Regions from separate parts of the Rattus norvegicus genome. Here regions 1 and 2 are each linked to region 3. Evidence: chromatin contacts called from public Hi-C data. All regions are on one chromosome and are shown on one strand. Each heading gives the region's core, a stretch centred on a gene start, on an enhancer-like site or on the middle of the called end of the contact. The rest is flanking DNA. Distances are from core to core; before and after follow the strand shown.

Region 1 (3,705 bases), core at 622-3,121, 130 kb before region 3:
AGGGACTGCTTTCATGAGACAAAAGGAGGCCATTCTGGATCCATGAATCTTAAGTGTTTATGTCACAGCAGCACCTAAGAAAGAGCGACTGTGTGTGCAGATGCTCGTTCACAGGGGAGGGAGTAGATGGAACTGGATTCTGGCCATTTGTGTCACCTTTTGCATTCTTTTTTCTCTTGTTCCTTGAGGTTTAGCACAAAACTTGTATCTGAAGCATGTGAAAAATTGACTTAGGACGCGAGGATATTGACATGTTTTATAGGTATCAGCCAGACGCTGAGAAGTAGACTGAAAAGAGCCTGTGTGTGTTACAAAGGGGCAAAGGAGGTTTTTAGTTCCTTACTAAAGGTGAACATCATAGCCATAAGTCATGAAAACAGTCTCCTCACCGACTTCCCATCTAAAGGTCTCAACCACCTCTTTAATATCACCACACTCAGAAACAAGTCCCTTCAGGGTCACTTGGGCTCTCTATATCTAAACTATAGAAAGAAGTAATAAATTGAAATCCAGGTCTTAACAACTTCTCTTAATCTGCAGTCATGTCAACCATGCATCAATTATGTCAAGCAGGCCCTGCAGAAATTAGATTGAGTTTAGGGTTTTTCCACATGAGCACAATGAAGTGAGTTCAGTAAGCTGAGGGTATATGCAAAAGAATGATTCTAACGATAGTTTTAGAAGGGTGGAAATCCTGGTCTGCATAGGGAATTCCAGACCAGCAAAGGCCACATGGTGAGACCTTGTTGAAAAATGCTATAGTAGAAGGAGATGGGTAAGAAACAGCACTGAAGGTTAGCATTGAGGATTCTGAATGTTGGGACTTTTGAGAGGCCAGAAGTTATAAGGTCTCTAAGGCATGACTTATTAAAACTAAGACAGTGAGGTTAAGAATAGTTCACTGAGCTGAGAGGTCTGCATATTGGCAGGATTACTTATTGTGTGTATCATCTACCTATGGCAGAATTGCTTTTAGGGAGTTGGTACAGTGGCTGCTAAAATGTTCAAAAGTCAAACAGGAATGACGACAGTGGATAGCCCTAGGCAGGTGTTATATAACAAACCAGTTCTTTACTGGAAACAGCCAAAGTGTACAAAATATCACAAACTAGAAGTGTCAGTTGCTATTATGAAAAAAAAAAGCAGGTGGTTAATAATTTTTAAAGTCCAATTCTAATACAGGTATATTTTACCCCAAAAGAAAAAGAACATGCAAAAAAAAAAAAAAGAAAAAGAAAAAGAACATGCAAACTGTGTTAACTAGCCTAGAGGTCATAATGGAACCCAGTTTGACTGCCACATTATCTAACTCACTTTAGTTACTAGTGTATAAGAGAGCTTCACCAGTAACTATTTGTTGCAACAATCTGAGTTAGGATTTTTGTTTATTTGTTGTTTGTGGCTGTAAATGGCATTGCCCTTCTGAGAGAGTAGACTTCATTCTTTTGCTTCTGCAGAGGTTTGTGTTGAAGAGGAGAACTACAAACCCCTACTCACTGGAGAAGAGAATCTGCAGTGTATTTCAAAAGAAGTAAACCCATCAGCCACTGTTGATACTGAAACAAACAGTCCAAAGTTTGCTAAGGTGTCTCCAGCAATGTCCGAAGGAAATGTGGAAGGTATGCTATAATGATTTTAATTAGCAAAGTTGCATTTGATACTAAAATTTTTTATCAAGATTTGTGTATGTGTTTGAGTAATTATCTTGAATTAGACTCACTCTTTTTATACTTTTAGCAACTGTAGGGTTTTTTCTTCCTGCTTTTGGTTTTCAAGAGCAAGTATTTTCAAGGTTTTCTTTACATGGGCCAGGCTGGTCTCCCAGAATGCAGACTCCTGGTGTCACTGCTGGTGTTCAAAACCTTCAGGCATGTATGGACATGCACACTGGGAACAGGCCCTTCTGTTTCATTATTTTATGAATCAGGGACTGAGTCAAGTCTTGGCTTATAATTTTCCTAATACATTGTCTCTTTGCCTAAGAGATCACTAAGACTGTTCTGTCTTCTTAAAAGGTACACCTCACAGGCTTAGTACCATAGGCCTCTCTCCCTCCCCTTTTGAGAGCCATGTGGATACAGGGAATTGAGCCTGGTCTGGAAAACAACCAGTGCTCTTAATTGCTGAGCCATTTCTCAGGCCCTATTTTTTCCATCTTCTGTGCTTTACTCTGTGATGACTCAGAGATCCTGTGGTAGGGGACACAGAAGTCCCCTCTGAAAGAGAAAAGTTCTAATAAATCTACAGCCATCTTGGGTGCTAGAGTAAAAGCTGCTTATGTTTGTTTGTTTGTTTGTTTGTTTGTTGCTTATGATCTTTAAAATTAGCCAGGGAATTGAACTGGGACCGTTAGCATTTCTGCGGATCACAGCTGTCACAGACCCACAAAGTCAACCTACTGTAGGGAACCAGGCGTGCCTTTCAAAAGGAAGACTCTGCAGCCATGTGTAATCCACCAGTCTGCTCAGTAATTAAAAATTATTTCATTTCTTCTACACACAAATTTATCCTTTAGTCTCAGAAAATTGCCATGGGGTTCTTCTGAGCTAGATGAACTTCTCTTCTGATGCCCCTGACCTCCAGATACCAACTAGAAGCTGCCAGTTTTCTTACCCATCCAGTCATGAATTGTAGTGGCATCACCTCCATTGTGTTTCACTTGTGAAGGTAGAACAGTGCTTTCTGCAAAACGAGACTCCCAGGAACTGTTCCATGCAACCATCTTTAGTTCACCACAGTATGAGAACTGGAAGCATGAGAACTGGAAACATGGTTATTAGTGGCTGTTAAAGGATAATGGCTGTGCGCCTCAAAAGATGTACACATTGAAATCTAAACCCCTGTGTATTTGGAGCAGTTAACTTTTGAATTACGGTGAAGCCTTCTGAATGGCATTAGTACCCTTCTAAGAAGAGGCCAGAGAGCCAGCCTTTATGCCATACTAGAAATACAGGAAGAAAAGACTGCCCGGGTACCCAGAAGAAAACCTCTTTCTCCAGGACTTACTGTGCTGGAATCCTGCTACTAGATTCTCTGACCTGTGGAGCTAAGCAAATTAATTTCTATTTAAGCCACCCATTCTGATATTTTATTATAGCTTAAACAAGACAGAGTAAACAAGACAAGAGTAAAAATTTTAAGAAGAAATAAAATCAATTAGTAGGATAAGTATGCATGTAATGAAGACTGCGTAGCCTAGGTTGGGGCGGCAAGCCTAACATTTCCCGCTAAGAGCTGTAGAGTACATATTTTAAGCATTGTGAAAAGTATGGGCACAAATTGAGTTTATAGAATAAAGTATGTTGGTTTTAACATAGCTATAGATCATTGGGGATCTGTTAGATTGTGGATCTGCATCTTTAGGAAGCTGATAACCCCACAGTCCAGCCCCACAGCCTGACGAGATCAGGCTTTGCTCCCTGCGGTTCTTTGTCTGGAGCCGTCTGTGCTGTGCTTTTACCACCCCTAATTCATAGAGCTGCACTGCAAGAGGCTCCTCAGTGCTGTCCACGGGCTGTGCTGACCTAAGTCATGTGATGGGCAGCTTCTTATCACTCGGGAAGGATAAGTCAGATGCTTCCCTCTGCTCAGGGGACTATTCTAGAGTTGCCTCACCTGTCATCCTGTCTACGACAGCTGTCTGTCTCTTACTTCAAGCTGTACCTCTTAATAAAACTGTGTCCTTGGTTCTACAGGAAGAGCTGT
Region 2 (3,698 bases), core at 1,075-3,574, 260 kb after region 3:
TATACACATACATATATACATATACATATATATACACATACATACACACACACACACAGCCACATACACAGCCACACACACAGCCACACACACACAGCCTCACATACACACACACACACACACAGTCACACACACACAGCCTCACACACACACACGCACACAGACAGACACACACAGACACACACACAGCCTCACACACACACACACTCACACACACTCACACACACACATACACCACACATACAGCCTCATACACACACACGCATACAGCCTCACACACACACACAGCCTCACACACACACACTCACACACACTCACACACACACACATACACCACACATACAGCCTCATACACACACACGCACACAGCCTCACATACACACACACACACAGTCACACACACACAGCCTCACACACACACACAGCCTCACACACACAGCCTCACACACACACACATACACCACACATACAGCCTCATACACACACACGCACACAGCCTCACGTACACACACACACAGTCACACACACACAGCCTCACACACACACACAGCCTCACACACACAGCCTCACACACACACACACTCACACACACACACATACACCACACATACAGCCTCATACACACACACACACGCACACAGCCTCACACACATACATACAGTCACACACACACGCACACAGACAGACACACACAGTCACACACACACACAGCCTCACACACACAGCCTCACACACACAGCCTCACACACACACAGCCTCACACACACAGCCTCACACACACAGCCTCACACGCACACACACACACACACACACACACACACACACACACGCGCGCGCGCGCGCGCACACACACACATATATCTCAAACCTACTGAGTTGCAGCACTTACTAGGCTCAGGCAAGACTACAATGAGTTTGAGGCCAGTTTGGCTACCTGACAAGACCTCATCTAAATAAGAACACAATTAAACAGAACACTTGGAAAACAACTCATGTATTTATTTTTCAGCCATTTTAAAGCCTTTTCAGATTTAGGCAGAAGAAAAATAAAAACTTTAAAATTAATGCTCAACTTCCATGGTAGCTCCCTTCCTCCCATTTACAAATCAATTCTTAGACCCAGCTTTGCCAGATTTCCACGCCTTCAGTCCTCGCTGGCCTTTTTGATTTCTGGTGTACTTTACTTAACAATTTAGCCCACTAATGTTTTATGTGAATTAGTCCGGTTGTCCCAGAATCTCCCCTGCCCCCCCAGGGGGCATGGTCTATATTTTCTTTATTTAATACACTAAATATTCTGTCAAGAAATGCTCTCTTTACACTAGAATGGTAACTAATGATGCCTTTGGTGGAGGGAGGGGAGGGACTGTTGAGACAGAGTTCTCTGTGTAGCCCTGGCTGTTCTGGAACTCTCTCTAGACCTAGACTTTGGCCTTCAACTCAAGAAAATGGCATACTTCTGCCTCCCTAGTGCTGGGATTAAAGGTGTGCACCACCGCATCCAGCTAACCTTTTTTTGGTTTTAAAGCACTCAAAACATCTTATTTTGGAGTACAGGAACCCAGTACTGGCAATAACGATCTAAGCTTGCTCTTTAATCTTCAGGCTATTCTGATCAGTCAAAGAGTGTGGAGGCCCATGCCTGTACATGCCAGCAGCACTCTGGAGTCTGAGGGAGAAAAATCATTGAGAATCTGAGGTCAGCCTGGGCTATATAGTAAGCACTAGGCCAGCCCGGGTAACATAGCAGGTCTCTTCCTCAAAAAGAGGAGCACAAACATTTACTGTGCAGTGTTCTTTCTTTGTTGCTTTCTTAGAGACAGGATCCCATTCTCTAGACCAGGTTGGCCTTGAACTCTCAGTGATTCCTCTGCCTCGACCTTCTGAGTGCTGGGTGTACAGGCCTGAGGCAGCACACGGGGCTGTGTTCTTTGACAGGACATCTACCCTCATAATAATATTGCAGTGCAAAGCCAATGTCTACAGTAACTTGGGAGACCACTTTACACTTGAACAGGTTTTGTCTGCAGTAAAAAATGTGGGTGAGCCAGGACAAGTCCACACTCAGAAGGACATAATGTGATTGCTAACTCTGGTTTTTCCTGGAAAGTCCACCATTTTAGCAACCCTATTATCTCTGAACAGAGGATTGGTCCTTTGTTCCTTGGTGCCAACTAACCAGGCATAGGAATAGGCAGTCAGCTACAGTTACTGAAATGCTCACAGGCTCAAGCGAGCAAGGACTACAAGTCCCAGCATGCAATGCAACCTTACAAGAGTCCATGTACACCGACGTCTAATTCTTGCGCCTTGTTCTGTGGCCCGGGTCGGTTGTCCAAAGAGCTTGTTGAATTGTTTTTCCAGTTGTTGTGCCTTTATTATAAGTTCTGTGTCTTAGGGATCCATCTTGCCGGTCCGAGGTCCAAGATGGACAAAGTCTGTGCGGTTTTTGGAGGCTCCCGGGGCATCGGCAAGGCTGTAGCCCAGCTAATGGCCCAGAAGGGTTACCGCCTGGCGATCGTCGCCAGAAACTTGGAAGTGGCCAAAGCCACTGCGAGCGAGCTCGGCGGTAGGTACCGGAAGGGTCCCCGCTGCGAGGCCAAGTTTAAGTGCTTGAACTCCAGTCCATGGGCCCCGGGCTACTGTCCGTGTATTCCAGTCTGCGCCCCAGATCTTTCGTGCCCCATGACCAAGCCCTCACTGCGGCTCTCGCCTACTCCAGGCAGACTCTGAGGACCCCTAACAAATAGCTGTCTTCCTCGAGGCCAGAGCTGATATTGAGAGACGCTTTGCTCAGGCCTCTGGTAGGAGAGAGTGAATAATGCGATTATACTGAAAGGAGAGACGTCAGGTACAAATGGCTAGGTTGCATTTTGCTGAGAGCTCTTGCCCTTTGTGAAGGCACACGACAGTATTTCAAAGAGAAGCTCTTGATAGGTCAGGGTGGCTTTCCCAAGCTCATTAATGACTTTAATAAGTTACTAATTTGTTTTCCCAGACCCTTTTATTGTATTTCAATTCCAGGTGCCCCCTCCCCACTGGTTATCAACGGATATTAGTCATTGAATTGCAAGTTTAAGTCTCAGTTGGAGAAGGCAACATGGAAGAATGGAGAAAAATACACATCACTATCAGGAAAGCATTGGGCCTATTATAGGTCTAAGTGTGTCTGGTGCCTGCTGTATTTCTTTACTTATATGAAAATAGCCTTGATATGTAACTCACACTGGCTTTGAACTTGTGATTCTGGTGTCTCAATCTCCATGTTGCTGAGATGACCTTACTGTGGTGCAACAGTGACATCTTTAGGACAGAGTACCCTTTGAACCTGCAGTGTAGTATCCAGTTTTCCCGGGTACAGGGGGTCTTACTATGCAGTTTAGGCTTCCCTTAGGTCAAGATCTGGTCTGTGCCTCCTCAGCATCGGGAACACAGGGGAGCACATCTGTTCATGCTGGTGCAAAGCCTCAGCACCTAGTCAGCACTGCTTCCAGTTTGCCAGACAACTGATAGTCCACCTTGCCCTGTGGACTAGTTAGTCACCTGTTCTTCCACTCTCCAACATGTAGTTGGTTCATCTTGGTGTATCCCTATCATAAATTGAGGAGCATGTGTGGTAACATGGTAGCTTATTAAATACACAGTACTTTTCCTTTGAAGTCTAATTTCCTGCGTATGGTGATAGGGATCAGGGAGTT
Region 3 (3,662 bases), core at 289-2,788:
TTTCCACTGTACCTAACCTCCATTTCCAGTTTCGGCAGCCAGTCACTTTCAGAGTGCTGTTTGTAGATAATCTCTTTTTCTCCTCATTCTCTCATCCAATCTTTCCCTGTCTTTTTCAGCAAATATGAACACATACTTGTTCCCCTTCTAGCAGGAAAGGAAGTGGGCAATTATTTTTGGTATTCATATAGTATAAGTCTCAGCCTATTAGTCTCTTTAGAACAAAGCTGGGACGCATGACATAAAGGGCTGTTGTGAGAATGGAATTAATATGTTTAAGTCTTTAGCACGGTGCCTGGCTTAAAGTGACTGATAATTGTTACTTGCTATAATTTTTTTTCTTAACTTGAATGATCCTCATTTATCTCAAATGATATAGCAGTGGCTCTAGTGGAGACAAAAGAACTGATAACCTGATATTCCTTTTCAAATTGTCAGCTTGGTTGGTGGCCTGGCAGGAATTTCATACGCAATCTCTCTCGAAGTAACTTTTGGTAAACTGACAGTAAGTATAAACGAAATCATACTCTTTGACAACATTTAACTCGTCTCTGAAAAAAGTTTGACAAACAAGCTTACACACACACACACACACACACACACACACACACACACACACACACACTCTTGGACACCCGTTTTTGCAAGCCCGCACTTCAGAGTACACAGGTGTGTGCCCCGGGCAACAGAAAAAGATTACAGAGATGTTGATGATGGCTGCCTCCAAGGCGCAGATAAAAGAGGTACCTCCTAGCCAGCTTCAAGGCGCCGGCCCACCTGGGTCAGACTTTGAATACACCCCATTTTAGACAGGTAGGAAGAGTCTCCCCAAGACGGGCGTTAATTTTTCTAATTTTTTTTTCTTTCTCATTTTGAAATTCTCCAAACTTGCTTGGATTTGCACCCCTTGGCTGCTGCAGATGTGGGGTGGATTGTTGGGTGGAGTAGGCGGGCCCCGAGATCCATAGGTGGTCAGTATCCCCGATCCCAGAACTACGGGGTCCCACTTCTCTTTCTCTGCAATCACCCAGGGAGTGTGCACGCCCAGCAAAGCGCGATCGGTTCCCGGCAGGGCCACTCCCATCCCTGGCCACCGTGAAGAGTCAGTCTCCAGGCACCGGCCAGGCGGAGCCGGAGGCCGGCAGGGCGCCCTTGTCCCAGCCTCTTCCTGGTCCCTCGGCGCCACTCCCACCGCCCTCCTCCCGGGGAGCTCCATTCGCTCCGGGCGCGCGTCCTCCCGGTGAAGGCGTGGGTCCCGGAGCCTCCCTCCCCGTTGGTGCGTCCCCGAGGCCGCCGCCCGCTGTGGGGCTCCGGCGCGGGTCCCCGAGCGGCGGGCGGCGCTGTGGTGCGTCCCTCCAGTCCCCGGGCGCCTACTGCGCGCGGCCTCCGCCTCCTCCTCCTCCTCCTCCCCGCGGCGTCGCGTTCCCCCGCCCTCCTCGCTGGGCGGGTGGGAGGCGGCGGCGGTGGCGTGCTGTGCGAGCGCGCGCGAGGGGGGCGGCCGTGAGGAGGCTCCGGGTGCCACCGCGGCGGCCGAGCCACACGGGCAGCGGGCTCGGCGGGGCTGCATCTGCCAGCGCTGCGGGGCCGCGAACAAAGGCGAGCAGCGGAGGCGCGAGGTAGGGCGTGCGGCGAGTGGGGGACGCAGGGCGCGGAGTGGTGGCGGGTGGTCGCCGCATCCTGGTTGTGCGCGCGGGCTGGTCCCTGCGCTTCCCCTTTGGGTCTCCCGGACCTGCTGGGAACGAGCCCCGCGGCCTCTCTCGCCTCTTCCGAAGCTGCCGGGTCTCGGGGCCGCGCTCTTCCCGGACGCAACCGGGTCCCCCTGCCTCCGGGGTGGCAGTCTCCGGGGACTGTCGCTGAGCTCATCCCCGCGGGGTCGCTAGTCTGCTTCCCGCCGCACTCCGCGGCGCTGACTTTCGCCAACTTAAGGCTGCATCTTTATTTTTCTTTAAGTCCTTGAAAACTTCCAACGATCGGTGTTGGGCAATTTTTTGTCCTGGATTTGACCTAAAGGGAGGTTGAGAGGAGGCAATTGGGTGAGATCCCTAGTTCCGGAGCTACCCGGCCGCAGCCTCCGCTCCCAGGGTCAGCTCTGTCCCCGGCTGGCGACACCTGGTTCTGGGGTGTGTCTCTGGCAAGCGCCATGCTACGGGGTTGGGGACTACCTGTGCCCCACCGTGGGAAGAGGGGCGCATCCTGGCTCTCCCCAGAACTGACTAGCTAGGAACAGCTGTTAATGTAGCCTCCAAATCCTTTCACCCTCTTCTCCTCCTAGGCATCCACATTTAAACATTGATTGGGGTGATGGTGGTGATGGGGGACAGCGACGCACCAACTGGCTTCAAATACTCTTTCTCCCACCTCCTGAAGGGGCCCGCTTTTAACCCCCCGGATTGTACCCAGAGTTTTCAGCCTAGCATTCCATCGTCGAATTCTTGGTGACCATTTTGCTAGATTTTTTTCTGAATGGGATTAGGACAAGCCGTTCAGAAATCTGTTTCAGAGTTTGTCAACCATGCCGGAAAGGGTGATAATTTTTAGCTATTTTCAAGCAGGTCTTGGTTATATCTTTTAGAATTGCCAACCATCAGCTCTGTTTTTTTGTTTTTTTGTTTTTTTTGTTTTTGTTTTTGTTTTTGTTTTTTTTAAATTGGGGAAGGCGTTGGATAAGATTAAGCTGTTCTGTTCTCAGACGGGGAAGAAACATTTGTATCACCCAAGGCAAGGCTTCCTAAATGATAACGGTAGTTTCAAATTTGGGAAGGTCGTTGGATTTAAAAGTATTATTTTACACAGAGGAAACTTTCAGTCGATTTTGCTTAGGTTCTCCAATAAGTTGAAGACTTCATTAGGCAGCCAATATCAGTCCTTTATTGCTTTTTCATAAATCCTGTTTATTGCTTGCTAGTTCTTTCTGCCCAGTGAGGTTCTAGATATCTTCAGGGATTAATGGGAATCATTTAAGAAGCCTGTTTTGTTTTTAATTGTTGACTTTGGAGCTCAGAAAACACATTCCAACGCCAAGCTGGACTATGCAGAGGAAGCACTTTTGTGTACTTTTTGGTTCTTGGCTCCACTGTGAACTTTTCCCCCAGATAACAACAGTCATTTTTCTCTTTCCTCCCTTCTCTCCCCATAACTCCAGAGCAAAGTCTGAAATGGATGTTACATGAATCACTTTAAGGGCTGCGCACGACTATGAACGTTCTGAGGCCGTTTTCTCACTAAAGTAGCTCAAGATGGATGAGTCTGCCTTGTTGGACCTTCTGGAGTGCCCTGTGTGTCTAGAACGCTTGGATGCTTCCGCAAAGGTCTTACCCTGCCAGCACACGTTTTGCAAACGATGTTTGCTGGGGATTGTGGGTTCCCGGAATGAACTCAGATGTCCCGAATGCCGGACTCTTGTTGGCTCTGGGGTTGACGAGCTCCCCAGTAACATCCTACTGGTCAGACTTCTGGATGGCATCAAGCAGAGGCCTTGGAAACCCGGCCCTGGTGGGGGCGGCTCGACCACCTGCACAAATGTATTAAGGGCGCAGGGCAGCACTGTGGTTAATTGTGGCTCAAAAGATCTGCAGAGCCCCCAGTGTGGACAGCAACCTCGGGTGCAAGCCTGGAGCCCCCCAGTGAGGGTGAGTAGCTTGTAAGAGAGGCAGTTGGGTGAA

What was found. A called contact is a pair of places that touch in the nucleus more often than the background predicts.
Region 1: a Hi-C map of the A7r5 cell line shows a contact between it and region 3, with 2.8 times the contacts expected there. The contact joins the enhancer-like site here to the promoter of Sh3rf1 in region 3. A contact is called at or near these places in 2 of 12 Hi-C or Micro-C datasets (the A7r5 cell line and hepatocytes).
Region 2: a Hi-C map of liver shows a contact between it and region 3, with 7 times the contacts expected there. The contact joins the promoter of Cbr4 here to the promoter of Sh3rf1 in region 3. A contact is called at or near these places in 11 of 12 Hi-C or Micro-C datasets (the A7r5 cell line, the Rat2 cell line, Schwann cells and 6 more) and 1 of 1 datasets of contacts at active chromatin or transcription factors (oligodendrocytes).

What each region holds. Positions count from the first base shown.
Region 1 is chr16:34,039,302-34,043,006 of GRCr8, reverse strand. Nek1 (NIMA-related kinase 1) reads left to right here. Exons shown (of 33, transcript NM_001106082.3): 25 at 1,458-1,619. Among named protein-coding and RNA genes, the nearest start is that of Nek1, 87 kb to the left of the region's middle. Within about 2 kb of position 1,871, at least 2 of the 93 cell types and tissues checked have an H3K27ac peak or open chromatin away from gene starts, as enhancers often do. A contact at or near this core is called in the A7r5 cell line, where this site is marked.
Region 2 is chr16:33,655,198-33,658,895 of GRCr8, reverse strand. Cbr4 (carbonyl reductase 4) reads left to right here and starts at 2,324. Exons shown (of 5, transcript NM_182672.2): 1 at 2,324-2,569. The coding sequence starts at 2,428.
Region 3 is chr16:33,910,003-33,913,664 of GRCr8, reverse strand. Sh3rf1 (SH3 domain containing ring finger 1) reads left to right here and starts at 1,538. Exons shown (of 12, transcript NM_198764.2): 1 at 1,538-1,616; 2 at 3,143-3,629. The coding sequence starts at 3,237.